Linked DNA regions of Mus musculus: all the other regions are linked to region 4. The links are chromatin contacts, called in public ChIA-PET and HiChIP or PLAC-seq maps. All regions are on one chromosome and are shown on one strand. The core of a region is the stretch at or near the end of the contact, and the rest is flanking DNA. Distances in the headings are between cores, read along the strand shown. Region 1 has its middle 24 kb from the start of Muc13. Region 2 overlaps Heg1 (heart development protein with EGF-like domains 1). Region 3 overlaps Kalrn (kalirin, RhoGEF kinase). Region 4 holds the start of Umps (uridine monophosphate synthetase).

Region 1 (2,923 bases), core at 61-2,560, 200 kb before region 4:
GTGTAGGGGGCAAACTCCCAGGTGGTGAACACCTGTGAAGGGGGCAGACTCCCAGCTGGTGAGTCAAGAGTACAGGGCCAGGAGCCTCAAGCCCCACAGAATGAAGTACTCTGTTCCTGGGAAGAATTCCAACATCCAGAAAAGTGTCCTGTGAGTTCCAAAATTGCTTGTTGACTCACAAGTTTGGCCCAAATAGAACGGAGTGAAAGTTTTCATTTTGTTCTTTTATTACTGTGAAAAACACCAGGAGAGCCCCCAAACAAGGGTGCATTCACAGTGGGTCTACCATTTGTAGGTAGGGGAGAAGCTTTCGGTAGAAAGGCCTCTGCCCACCATTGGGATGAAGGGGGTGTGGGTGCTCTCCTACTTGGGGTTACATCCAGAAGGAGCCCCAAGAGGACACCAGCAACCCATGAGCAGAACAGACAGGCTGAGCCCATGCCTGGACACGCAGAGTCTTTGCTAGACAGAAGTGCTCAGAATGGATAATTTGTGTGCATAAAAGTGTCACAGTCCTGAATTGGGCTCCCATGACAAGGGAAGTAGGCAGAAGGGAAAAGCCACACTGCCTAGGAGATAATGAAATGGAGAAGATCCAGGCCAGGTAGAACTTGTTTATCCTGGGGGCATCAGGAACAGGGTTAAAAAGGAGGGTCTTCCTAGTTCCAGCCTGAGCTCTCTAAAACTCCAAGGTTTTTTGGTTTTGTTGTTTTTTTTTTTTTTGTTGTTTGTTTTCTTTTTTTCACTTCATGAGCCAGCTCATGACTACTGGGGCCTATTTCTTAGGAGGAGAAATAGCATCATGTGTTCCCACCATGGGCCTGGCTCTATGCATGTAAGGTAGGTATCTGGCCTTACAGCATGTGGGTTAGCCAGTGCTGAGCACTCAGAGGAGAAGCATGGGAATGTAGTTTCTGTGGCAAACTGCCTGCTTAGCATGTATAACGCCCTGGGGTTTAGCCTCGGAACCACATAAGCAGGGCAGAGTGGTACACTCTTAGAACCCCAGCCCTCAGAAGGTTGAGGCAGGAGGATCAGGAGTTCAAGGCCTTCCTGAAGAACAGGACACCCTGTCTTAAAAAAAGGGAAATACTGGCAGGTTTGTGGTTGGCAAGAGGCATATTGGTACGTGGCTTGGGCCCTCAGAAGTGAAAGGGGGTGGTCTAGGTGGGTTTTTGACATGAACAGCCAGGCTGAGGCAACCCTGTGAGGGCTGCCTGCCTTATTCTCAGACTCCCACGTAGTAGAAGTGTGAACCTATGTGGGCTGGGGGTGGAGTTGAGTGTCTGAGGTGCTGAGTGATCTTCTTAACTGGGGAGGTTGCTTCTAGAAGCGTCTTAAGTCATGTTGAACCAGAACTACTGTACGGTTAGAGCAGTCAAGCTGCCTGGTGGTATTTGAGGTCAAAGACTGAGCTGACTATTAGACTATTGTGGTCTAAAAGAGGAAGTCGTAAAAGACAGCCCGTAGAGGAGAGCAGTGTTGTTGGAAAGAGACTGGAGGAAAGTCTACCAAGATGCTGTCTATTCAGGTGTGAAGTTCCAGAGTGGGCACGGTAGCATCACCCCGGTGTGTGGCCTTTGGGTGCCTCCTTAAGCCACTTTGCCTAGTAGTGACCTGTATGGGTCTCTATAACTATGGGGCTTTGCCCAAAGCAGTAAAGCTGTACAGCCAAGTTGCTCTTGGCTTAGTGTTTCATAACACACTCAAAACTAGGGGCTTTACCCATATTTCTAAATTTATGTTCATTTTTCTTTTGAGACCAAAGCAATTCTTTGGGTAGAAGGACAATACAAGGTTTTGCATTTTGATATTTTATTTAAAACAGTCCATTACAGCAGATAGAAATGTTTATTTCCCTGAAAGCTCTTTTTCTTCTTCTGCTTCTATGGGAGGGTAGAGTCAGGAGTGGACCCCAGGGCCTTGCGCATACCAGACAAGTGCCGCCCTGTGGATCTGCACACCCCCAGCCCTCTCATATCTTCTTGACAGTATCAGTTCAAGGTTCTAGTCTTGTTCCAGCATGTTTGGTTACGGAAATGGTTCTGTAGCTTGCCTTTGGGAATATGTGTTCTTTTCTTTTCTTTTCTTTTCTTTTTTTCTTTTCTCTTCTTTTCTTTTCCTTTCTCAAATCCCCAAAGAAGAAAACACAATAGGAACATTGAAGTTAAAATAATCACTTTAAACTCTTTTTAAAATAACAGGTTAAGATAATAGGAACATTAAAGTATTGAATGTCAATCAATTCATTGTACTTTGGTGTCTCCACAAGGTCACACCCCTTTATGTCTGTTGCAAACTTTAGCCTGCACAGTAGCCTGTGAAACCAAAGGGGGACCATTTAGGTCTGAAAGGAGGCAGGTCCTGGCCTGCCTCTGTCACATGGGCATCTTCAAAGAAAACATTTTTCCAGTGGGGCTGCCTGGTAGATTCTGCTATATAATTTTAAATGATGGGCTCAATATCCTTGTTCTGAATTGTTGAGGAATGTGTGTTCCTCAACAGGGTAAAAAATAGTGATGGGGCGGAGCCAGTTTGTCAGGGGAACTGAACCGACTCCCTTAACTCTGGGCATTACCTAGGCCTGCTCTACAGAGAAAAGGACAGTTTGCCATGAGTTGCTGTGATGCATGTGTGTTGCTGGTGTTACAGGTAAACGGGGATGAGGCTGCAGTACAAACTCCGTTCTGTTTGTCCTGGATCTTGTTCTGTATACCTTTAATGCTGACACCCAGGTTGACTGTGTGAGACCCATCATGAGAATGTTATTTAAAGTTGTATTATAATGTCACCTCCAATAATTATTCAGTACTGTAGTAGCAATGTGTTATTTGTAAGAATTTGGTTATTTTTTATACTTATATCCACTCTAAGTCTGGCGTTCTAGTCAGCAAACAATGATACAATAAAATTAGTAAGATTC
Region 2 (2,770 bases), core at 97-2,596, 220 kb before region 4:
CTTGTGCATAGTTGGGTGACAGCCAGGCGTGGAAAGCTCCCCGCTCAGCACGTGAGGTTGGGGAGGTAGACAAATGTAAAAATGTCTTCAGGAACAAGTGTTTAGAATAGAATGGACTGATGAGATCAGCCTACCTTGATGATGAGATGGGTGGAGAGGTGAACAGTCCCAGTGGAGCACTCCTGTAGTGAGCAGTCCCTGTGGAGCACTTCCCTGGAGCACTCCTGTAGTCTGAGCCTGAAGTCATCCCTCATCGGCTTCCCACTGGAGCATGCCTCAGAGGCCCATAGTAGGAGGGGGACCTGAGCGAGGGCATGAAGCTTTCTACTCAGGCCAGGAAAAACCGGGGAGCACTCTGCTTGTTCCATAGAGGAGGACCTGCCTTCCTGAGGCAGAGAACTCAGGGTGTCAAAGATTAGGGGATAAATCCCAGCAACCACATGGTGGCTAACAACCACCTGTAATGAGATCTGATGCCCTCTTCTGGGATGCCTGAAGACAACTACAATGTACTTACATATAATAAACAAATAAATATTTAAAAAAAAAAAAGATTAGGGGATTCAGCCTCATCTTATCTCAAAATAGGACTTGACACTCTATCTTGCTGAATAAAGGATTTGAAACACCTATTGAAATTCTTATCATGAGTTGGGCAGTGGTGGTGCACACCTTTACCCCAGAACTCAGGAGGCAGAGTCAGGCAGATCTCTGTGAGTTCAAGGCCAGCCTGGTTTACAGAGTGAATTCTAGGACAGCCAGGGCTACACAGAATAACTCTATCTAAAAAAAATTTTTTTAATAAAATAACAAACAAACAAAAACAGAGACATAGAGGGAGAAGGAAGGAAGGAAGGAAGGAAGGAAGGAAGAAAGAAAGAAAGAAAGAAAGAAAGAAAGAAAGAAAGAAAGAAAGAAATTTCAAGTAAAGAAACAAGGTTTTTACATATTAGGGGATCAGCAGGATGGCTTGGTGGATAGGGATGTGGGCCTGATGAACTCAGCTCAATTCCCATATCCCATAAGAAAGAATTGACTTCTGAGGCTTAACCTCTGACCTCCACATGCTCTGTAACATACACACAGCTGTACACACACACACATACACACACACAAAATAAAAAATAAAATAAACAAAAATGAACCTGAAACGGTACTGACTGGGCAGGGAGAATGACATGAAAAAGTCATTTACAAAAGAAGCACAAATGGCAGTAACTTATTAAGAGGTGTTCAGCATCCCTAGTCATCAGGGAAATGCAAATTAAAACCACTTTGAGATAGCACCTCACCCCAGTCAAATGGCTGTCATCAACAAATCTGACAGCAAATGTCAGAGGATGTGGGAAAGGAAGCCCTGTGGGGGTGCTGCTGGGGGTGGGGGTGGGAGGGCTCACACCAGTACATTAGTATGGAAATCAGTTCAGACGTTCCTTAAAAGATTAAAAATAGGACTACAGGAGTCAGCTATTTCACTCCTGGTATCTATGCAGAGAAGCCCGTGTCCTACCGCACAGATGTTCACACGCCCATATTTATTGTTGCTCCATTTATGATAACAAGGAAACGAAACTAACCTAGGTGTCCATCAACAGGTAAATGGATAATGAAAAATGTGGTGCATACACAAAATGAAATGGAACATTACTCAACTGTAGAGAAAATGACGTTACAATATTTGCAGGAAATAGATGGCATTAGAAGGTATAATGTTACGCAAGGTCACCCAAATTAAGAAAGAAACACAACCAAACCAAACCACATGTTCTCTGCCCTTATATGCAGACCCTGGCCTGTAATGTATACCATGCAAACAGTGTCAGTGTGGGTGCAGTATCACATTTAGAAAGGAGACCAAGTAAGGATGAGGAGGGTCAGAATAAAGGCAAAAGGGCACGGACCATGAAAGAGATCATAAAGCTAATTATTTTTCTAGTTTCAGCTGTGTTGAACTTCTCCTTTTTGTGGTGGATAAGTGCATGAAAGATGTAACTGATAGTTAAAGTATAAAACCCTAAGTGAGGCTCTACGGCTTCAGCCTAGAAGGTCTAACTGTATTGAAGTTTACAGAAATGTATAGGATTTGGATCAGATCAAGTGTGTATTTCAGCAGGTAGCTGAGCCAGTGATGGTTTTGTTTCTAATTTCATTACAATAAAGTGATTTTCTTTTTGAGATAGGGTCTTTCTTACTGGGTAGCTCTGGCTGGCCTGGAAATCAAAATACAGACTAGGCTGTCCTCAAACTCACAAAGACCTGTCTGCCTCTGCCTATAGACAACTGGGATTAAAAGCATGTACCACCACACTCTGATACATTATTATTTAAAAAAAGAAAAAGCAATCAAAGATTTGGCTGTTTAGGTATGGCACAGGAAAAAAGGGGGTGGGGAACAGACATAGTCTCATGTACCTGTGACATCAGCCTTGGGACGCTGAAGCAGGAGAATTATGAGTTCCAAGACAGCAAACGTTCCTATTTAAGAGGTAAGTCGGATTAAGAGAACACTGGCTACTTTGTTGAGACTGGAGGGACAGGGAACATGCAGAAAGCTAAATAGTGTATTTGCCCAGGAAGGCCATGCATTTCCATGCAAGGTCTAAGATCAGAGACTAACCAGAAAGATCATGATCAGATCCCACGAAGTCCAGAAAGCACACTAGTGTGGGCCAGGAGATCCCGGTCTTTTTAGGCATTGAGGCCCACAAGAAGTTTCTCTGGGCACGCTCACCAAGAAGTTACTATGATACTGTAGCAATGTGGTCCATGG
Region 3 (2,808 bases), core at 228-2,727, 140 kb after region 4:
CTCATGCATCACGCTCCCAAGATTCCATGAGGCAGCGGACTCTAAATTCACATATAACTTGTACAAATAAAGAGGGACTGGAGGACAGCTAGCTGCAGTTTGTAACCAGTTGCTTCATGTCCCAAAGGAATTGTTTTTAGACTATCCTTTATGCCTTTTTAGTTTCTTATGGTTTTAGGTATGGCAGAGTAATATGAAACCCAAGGTTATTATACCAAAAAGTGTGTGTGTGTGTGTGTGTGTGTGTGTGTGAGATCAGGCCTTTAGAGGGTGCCCTGGTCTGTGAGGGACCATCTCACATTAGGCTAATGGAGGTGGGAAGACTGCCCTAACTGTGGACAACTATTTCATTGCTGGGGCTCTGGACTAAGGCAAAGGCCAGAACCATTAACTCTCTGGATTGGATACCAACAAGACCAGGAGAGAGATCCTCAACTTTTGGGGGTTTGGCATCTGGGATTTCAGTGGTGGAATGTGCTGTCTGTTGGGCAGACTGCAACAGCTTCAAGGCTAGGGTGGCCCCTGTCAGAGGCAGATAAGTTCTGCCCCAAGACTTCATAGTAGATCAAGTTCCCAGTTAATACTGATGTCAGCTGGACAGGCTGTAGAATCAGCAAGAAAACCAGCCTCTGGTGCTGTCTGTGGGACCATCTCACATTAGGTAATGGAGGGGGGAAACCGCCCTAACAGTGGACAACGCTATTTGATGAGCTGGGTCCTGCACTCAAAAGAAAGGGAGAGCTAGCTGAGTACCAGCATATACCTTCTTCACTTCTGGACCACAGGTACAGTGTAAACAGTGGCCTCTGGTCCCTGCTACCCTGACTTCCCCACATGACAGACAAACACACAGGACACAATCTATCTCTGCTTGCTTCCCTTTTTTGGGGTGGGGGGAGAATTTAATGTCAGAAGTGAGAGGGGGAGTCGGAAACGTATGCTGCAGTGTGTTTTATTTTGTCGTTTGGAGGCAGGACCCTGCTCTCTAGCCCAGGCTAGCCTCAGTGATCTTCCTGCCTTTGTCTCTCGAGTGCCAGGGTTACCAGCCTGAGCTGCCATGTCTGGCTGGTGTGGCCTTTGTGGTGGGGCCAGTGCTGTCTAAATCCTCATCCAAGTACTGTTCAACTCAGGGAGCCGCAGATGGAAGCCCACTAAAGTTAAAGAGCTCACTAAATTCTGATGCCTTCAGCCTTGGGAGGATGCTGAGCCGAAGGGAAGGCCAGGCCCTGAGGGCACCATCTGGGAGCTAAGCAGCCAGGGCAAGTCACCTAGTCTATAAAACGAGCAAAATATAATTTATTGCTATGAAAGCTTTAGCCCTAAAACTGGTCCAGAGGAACTCAACAAAGTGAAGGTGGTGCTGTTTTTAAGTGGATGAAGATTTACACCGCGATGTCAATTCTCACAGCCTTGTTCTCTGTCCCCAGGCCACTGGCAGTATTTACCCACAGCCTGGGTGAGTGTCCCTGAGGTCAGCTAGGTTATGACAGTGGAAACTGTCAGGTAAGTCCAAGAGACAGAATTGCCTGTATCCAGCCAGGGCCACCTGGGCTGCTGCCCTTTGCTCCAGCTCCCTGAACACCCAAGTGTATTTTATGACACTTCTTCAGAATTCCAGACTTAGCTGGAAGAAGGCACCCAGGGACAGAAAAAAACCACACACACACACACACACACACACACACACCATGTATCATGGTAGAGAGGGACCTAGATGGGGTTTTGCAGCCTGGGCCCAAGAATCCAGGGCTAACTAAATCTTCATTGTTTGTAAGCACACACCCCTATGCCATAAGGCACGTTGACTTTAAACGGTGTTTAACCTTAGGAGAATCGTGCATTCAGCGTGTTGGCCAACCAAAGGGCTCCAGAAGGGAAACTGAAACTGCACCCACTGAACAGTTAACTGCCCATCACTTCCTTCCCTGTCCCTGGAAATCACCATGCTGCCTCTTGCCTATGTAAAGTTGACTATTCAAAGTAGCCATGTAAGTGAAATAATAGACTACTGGTCTCCGTGACTGGGTCCTTTTACTTAGCATAATGTTCCCAAGGTCTGTGCATGATGGAAGCTGGTGTCAGATTTTCCTCCTTTTTAAGGCTGAATAATGTTCATTGTTCGCAGGCCATACTTTGTGTGTTCTTTTGTCCATGGGCACCTGTAGCTGCTATGCTATGAGCAATGTTATGAACATGAGTGTGTAGATATGTTTGTGTCTCTGCTTTCAATTGATTTCAAAATGCTTCCAGAAGTGGGATTACTGGGTCATAAATTATATATATATATACACACACACATATACATATATACACACACATACACATATACATGTATATATGCACACACACACACATATATATACATATATATATAATTTACATACACATATTGGGACTTCCTACAGTGTTTTCCATAGCTATGGTAACATTTTATATCTCACCCAGCCATCCAGCCACATTACAACTTCTTTTACATCTTTACAGACACTTGCTATTTTCTGAGGTGTGTCCATAACTAAGAGCTATTTTATTAGATCTAAGTGCATCCCATTACAGCATTGATTTACATTTCCCTGGTGAGCAGAGATGCTGACTCTCTTCAGTGCACTGGTACCTGTGGGTCTTCTCTGGCGAAGCATCTATCAAGCTCTTTGCCCATGTGTTAGTCCAACTGCTTTGCCCTTCCTTGCTAAATTCTCTGTCTTGATAAACCCCGATGGGACGCCACACTGCATTCTGTCACAGTTTTCATGGCTTGGGGTGCTAAGCCCATAGCCCACAGAGCATCAGAATCATCAAGGGGCTTGA
Region 4 (2,870 bases), core at 150-2,649:
AACAGTACATTGAGGGCAGAGGGGTTGGTTTTTAAAAACAGGGTCTCCCTGTGCAACCCAGGCTGACCTCAAACTCACAATTCTCCTGCCTCAGCTTCCTGAATGCAGGAATTATAGATGTGCACCACCATACCTGGCTACATACATATTATGTCTTGATAGACCTCTGCAAATAATGGAAATATTCTACAGTTACACTAGGCAACAAAGTAGCCACTAGTAACTTTTAACTATTCCATTAGTATGTTTGGTCTTGGGACAAATTCTCATGTAGCCCAGGCTGGCCTTGAGCAGCACTATGAAGTGGGACCTTTAACTTTTGACTCCAACCCCAGTGCTTTATTTATTAACAATTCTGGCAGGCACACTGGCTCCTCTGGTAAAGGTTTTTCTGCCCAGCCTGACCACCTGAGTTCAATCCGTTTAACCCTCAAGACAGAGAGGGAGGGCGAGAACACACTCTGATCTTCGAAAGTGTACCACGGCACGTGCACACCTGGACACACACCCACACCCACTATAAACGCTAATACAAACTTCACAATGATCTATAATCCACACAGAGTCCCTAGCAACACTTCCTGCCATTTCTAACCTTTTATTCTAAATGCCATCTGCATGCAGTTCGGCTGGAGGCTTGTTATTCTAGAAAGCACTGCCTCAAGGCCGACTTGGCGGTGACTCACAGACAACCGACACGAGGTTTGAGAAACAACAGGCTAGAAACCTCTAAGTGCACACTTTACCCTTGCCAACCAAAAAATTCTGCCTTTCTGGTATCCACCATATGGCTTTCACTTCTTGCTACTGGCCATGCACTATTAAATCGAGTCGTTTGATCCGCTACTAATTTCTCCACCCTCCCGCCTTTTCCTTTCCTCCCTAATTGTCACTTTCTGGGGGTTAGGTACACAGAACTCACTCAAGGACTTCTCCGCCGGCCAGAGCCCAACAGGACACCCGGACTCTCGCAAAACACGTGTCTACACCGATCGGTCCAGAAACAAGGTCTCAAAGAAGCTGAAGGCTCCCGGTCCCCAAGCTCCTCCACACTCTCCAGACCAGCAGTCGGGAGGGCTTGCCTGCCTGGTCTGTGGCTCTCCCTTGTCCCCAATTTCGGCCACCCCCGCCATCTCCTGCTCTCTTTTCCCGCCACCCGGAGCCATCCCGTCCCTCGGGGCTGGTACCTGACTGAGAAGACGCGGGCGTGACACGATGCCCCGCAGGTCGATGTAGACTGGGGAGGAGAGCCCGCTCTTCAGGACGAAGCTCCCGAACTTGAAAGCCTGCACGTCATACAGCTCGGTGACCAAGGGGCCCAGGGCTTGGCTGGCGACCTCCATTCTCGCGCGCTCAGTTCGCTCTGGAAGCCGAGGGGCTTGGGGCCCGTGACGTCACCCAGAAGTCCCGCCTCTTCCGCCCCCCTTTCCGGCCCGGGCCGCGGGCTTCATTGAGTGTTCTAGATGCTTCCTGGTTGGGGAGGTGGGTTTTCAAACCTGAAAGCTAGATCGAAGCCTGATTTCCCCCGGAGGGATCTGTAGGCTTCGTTCATTTTTTATTTTGTTTGTTTTGTTTATAGCTGAGCGCTTCTTTATCTGATCCAGTCACTGTTAACAGCCACTTCCCTAATCTCTCAGGGTTTCTTTCCATAAAATAAAAATCCTCTAAGACAGAGCCTGTGGCTACCTTCTTGTATTAATTTTACAGCAGTTGGCGTGGGAGAGTTTCATAGTAATTTGCACATAGAAATCTGAAGCAGGTCACCGTGCACTCAGGGGCTGACAAACTTCCTTTAGACCACTTGAAGTGTACCAGATGAAGAAGGGTGGGGCCAGTTAGGGAGGATCAACTGACAGTATCTATTGGCTAACTGGAAGGGGAATGTTGGGCAGTTTGAAAACTCAAGCATATTTGGTTTACAAAACCCTTAGCTGGTTAAGTGAACTCCTGTAGTCCTAGCTATGTAAGAACCTGAAATGGGAGGATTCCAAGTTCAAGGCTGACCTAGGTATCTAGTGAGCCTGTGTTAATAATAATGATAATCCCCTAAGACTGTATTTTCCTTTTTGTTTGTTTGTTTGTTTTTTTCTTTTTTTCTTTTTTTTTTTTTTTTTTTTTTTTTTTGAGACAGGGTTTCTCTGTATAGCCTTGGCTGTCCTGGAACTCACTCTGTAGACCAGGCTGGCCTCGAACTCAGAGATCCACCTGCCTCTCAAGTGCTGGGATTGACTGTATTTTCCTATTTTAAGGAAATGCCACTTATCAAACAGACTGAGATTTCATTTTGTCTCTTTGTTTTCTCTAAAGAGATCGTGTTGAGCTCCCAGCGTGGAAACCCCCATAGATCCCAGCGTTTGTTTTGGGTTTGAAACAGGGCTTCCTTATGTTACCCAGCCTGATGTAGACTTCACAATGTAGTGAAGGCTCAGATTGCCCTCGAACTCACAGAGATCCATCTGCCTCTGCCTCCTGGGTGCTTGAATTAAAAGTGTTCACCACCATGACAGGTAAAATTTGTTGTCTTGACAGTTGTTTCTCATTACCAGCAACTTCAGTAAGGCCTTGATTAAATAAGAATTCAGATGTTAAAATGCTTTGTTCTTCTTGCTAGGTCAACAACTACGTTCATCTCTGTGTGCTGTTAATTGACAGAATGCTCAATAGATCAGCCTCATTCCCAGCTGTGCATCACCTGCAGACACTGGAAGCCTGATCAAGCCTCCTACCAACCTGTATGCATAAACCTGTGCGATCCAGCTGGAGCTGAAGCTGAAGCTCTGCATTCACTCTGCAGGCCTGTGGGTCACACTCAAATCCTCAGGCCTGGTGACAAGCGCTGTTATCTGATGAGCCATCTTGCTGGGCCACTG

The links. ChIA-PET counts read pairs in DNA pulled down with a chosen protein or histone mark. HiChIP or PLAC-seq counts read pairs in DNA pulled down with a chosen protein or histone mark.
Region 1: a contact with region 4 is called in an RNA polymerase II ChIA-PET map of memory CD8 T cells, with 45 read pairs. The contact joins the enhancer-like site here to the promoter of Umps in region 4. A contact is called at or near these places in 2 of 39 promoter capture datasets (the 3T3-L1 cell line and cranial neural crest), 19 of 484 Hi-C or Micro-C datasets (B cells, the C10 cell line, CD4 T cells and 8 more), 16 of 115 datasets of contacts at active chromatin or transcription factors (the 230-238 cell line, the HPC-7 cell line, the SCID.adh cell line and 9 more) and 3 of 9 other capture datasets (adipose tissue, liver and pancreatic islet).
Region 2: an RNA polymerase II ChIA-PET map of effector CD8 T cells shows a contact between it and region 4, with 29 read pairs. The contact joins the enhancer-like site here to the promoter of Umps in region 4. A contact is called at or near these places in 9 of 39 promoter capture datasets (the 3T3-L1 cell line, the C10 cell line, HPC-7-derived erythroid cells and 5 more), 4 of 15 datasets of contacts at CTCF or cohesin (the G1E-ER4 cell line, large pre-B cells, pro-B cells and 1 more), 95 of 484 Hi-C or Micro-C datasets (the 3T3-L1 cell line, the 63-12 cell line, B cells and 53 more), 19 of 115 datasets of contacts at active chromatin or transcription factors (the 230-238 cell line, the HPC-7 cell line, acute myeloid leukemia and 10 more) and 3 of 9 other capture datasets (adipose tissue, embryonic stem cells and liver).
Region 3: a contact with region 4 is called in an H3K27ac HiChIP or PLAC-seq map of extraembryonic endoderm stem cells, with 6 times the contacts expected there. The contact joins the enhancer-like site here to the promoter of Umps in region 4. A contact is called at or near these places in 6 of 39 promoter capture datasets (3T3-L1-derived adipocytes, HPC-7-derived erythroid cells, embryonic stem cells and 3 more), 2 of 15 datasets of contacts at CTCF or cohesin (the NIH/3T3 cell line and embryonic stem cells), 25 of 484 Hi-C or Micro-C datasets (the G1E-ER4 cell line, the HPC-7 cell line, cerebellar granule neurons and 11 more), 30 of 115 datasets of contacts at active chromatin or transcription factors (the HPC-7 cell line, the NIH/3T3 cell line, T-cell acute lymphoblastic leukemia and 20 more) and 3 of 9 other capture datasets (adipose tissue, liver and pancreatic islet).

Annotation. Positions count from the first base shown.
Region 1 is chr16:33,768,626-33,771,548 of GRCm38.p6, forward strand. It overlaps a transcript of Heg1 not described here. Among named protein-coding and RNA genes, the nearest start is that of Muc13, 24 kb to the right of the region's middle. Within about 2 kb of position 1,311, at least 105 of the 459 cell types and tissues checked have an H3K27ac peak or open chromatin away from gene starts, as enhancers often do. A contact at or near this core is called in the 230-238 cell line, B cells, the G1E-ER4 cell line and 4 more, where this site is marked.
Region 2 is chr16:33,746,250-33,749,019 of GRCm38.p6, forward strand. The region is part of intron 10 of Heg1 (heart development protein with EGF-like domains 1); the gene reads left to right. Among named protein-coding and RNA genes, the nearest start is that of Muc13, 47 kb to the right of the region's middle. Within about 2 kb of position 1,347, at least 36 of the 459 cell types and tissues checked have an H3K27ac peak or open chromatin away from gene starts, as enhancers often do. A contact at or near this core is called in the 63-12 cell line, B cells, the Ba/F3 cell line and 8 more, where this site is marked.
Region 3 is chr16:34,109,539-34,112,346 of GRCm38.p6, forward strand. The region is part of intron 34 of Kalrn (kalirin, RhoGEF kinase); the gene reads right to left. Among named protein-coding and RNA genes, the nearest start is that of Gm41448, 9.2 kb to the right of the region's middle. Within about 2 kb of position 1,478, at least 39 of the 459 cell types and tissues checked have an H3K27ac peak or open chromatin away from gene starts, as enhancers often do. A contact at or near this core is called in acute myeloid leukemia, bone marrow-derived dendritic cells, bone marrow-derived macrophages and 5 more, where this site is marked.
Region 4 is chr16:33,965,639-33,968,508 of GRCm38.p6, forward strand. It overlaps Umps (uridine monophosphate synthetase), which reads right to left and starts at 1,400. Exons shown (of 6, transcript NM_009471.3): 1 at 1,188-1,400. The coding sequence starts at 1,343.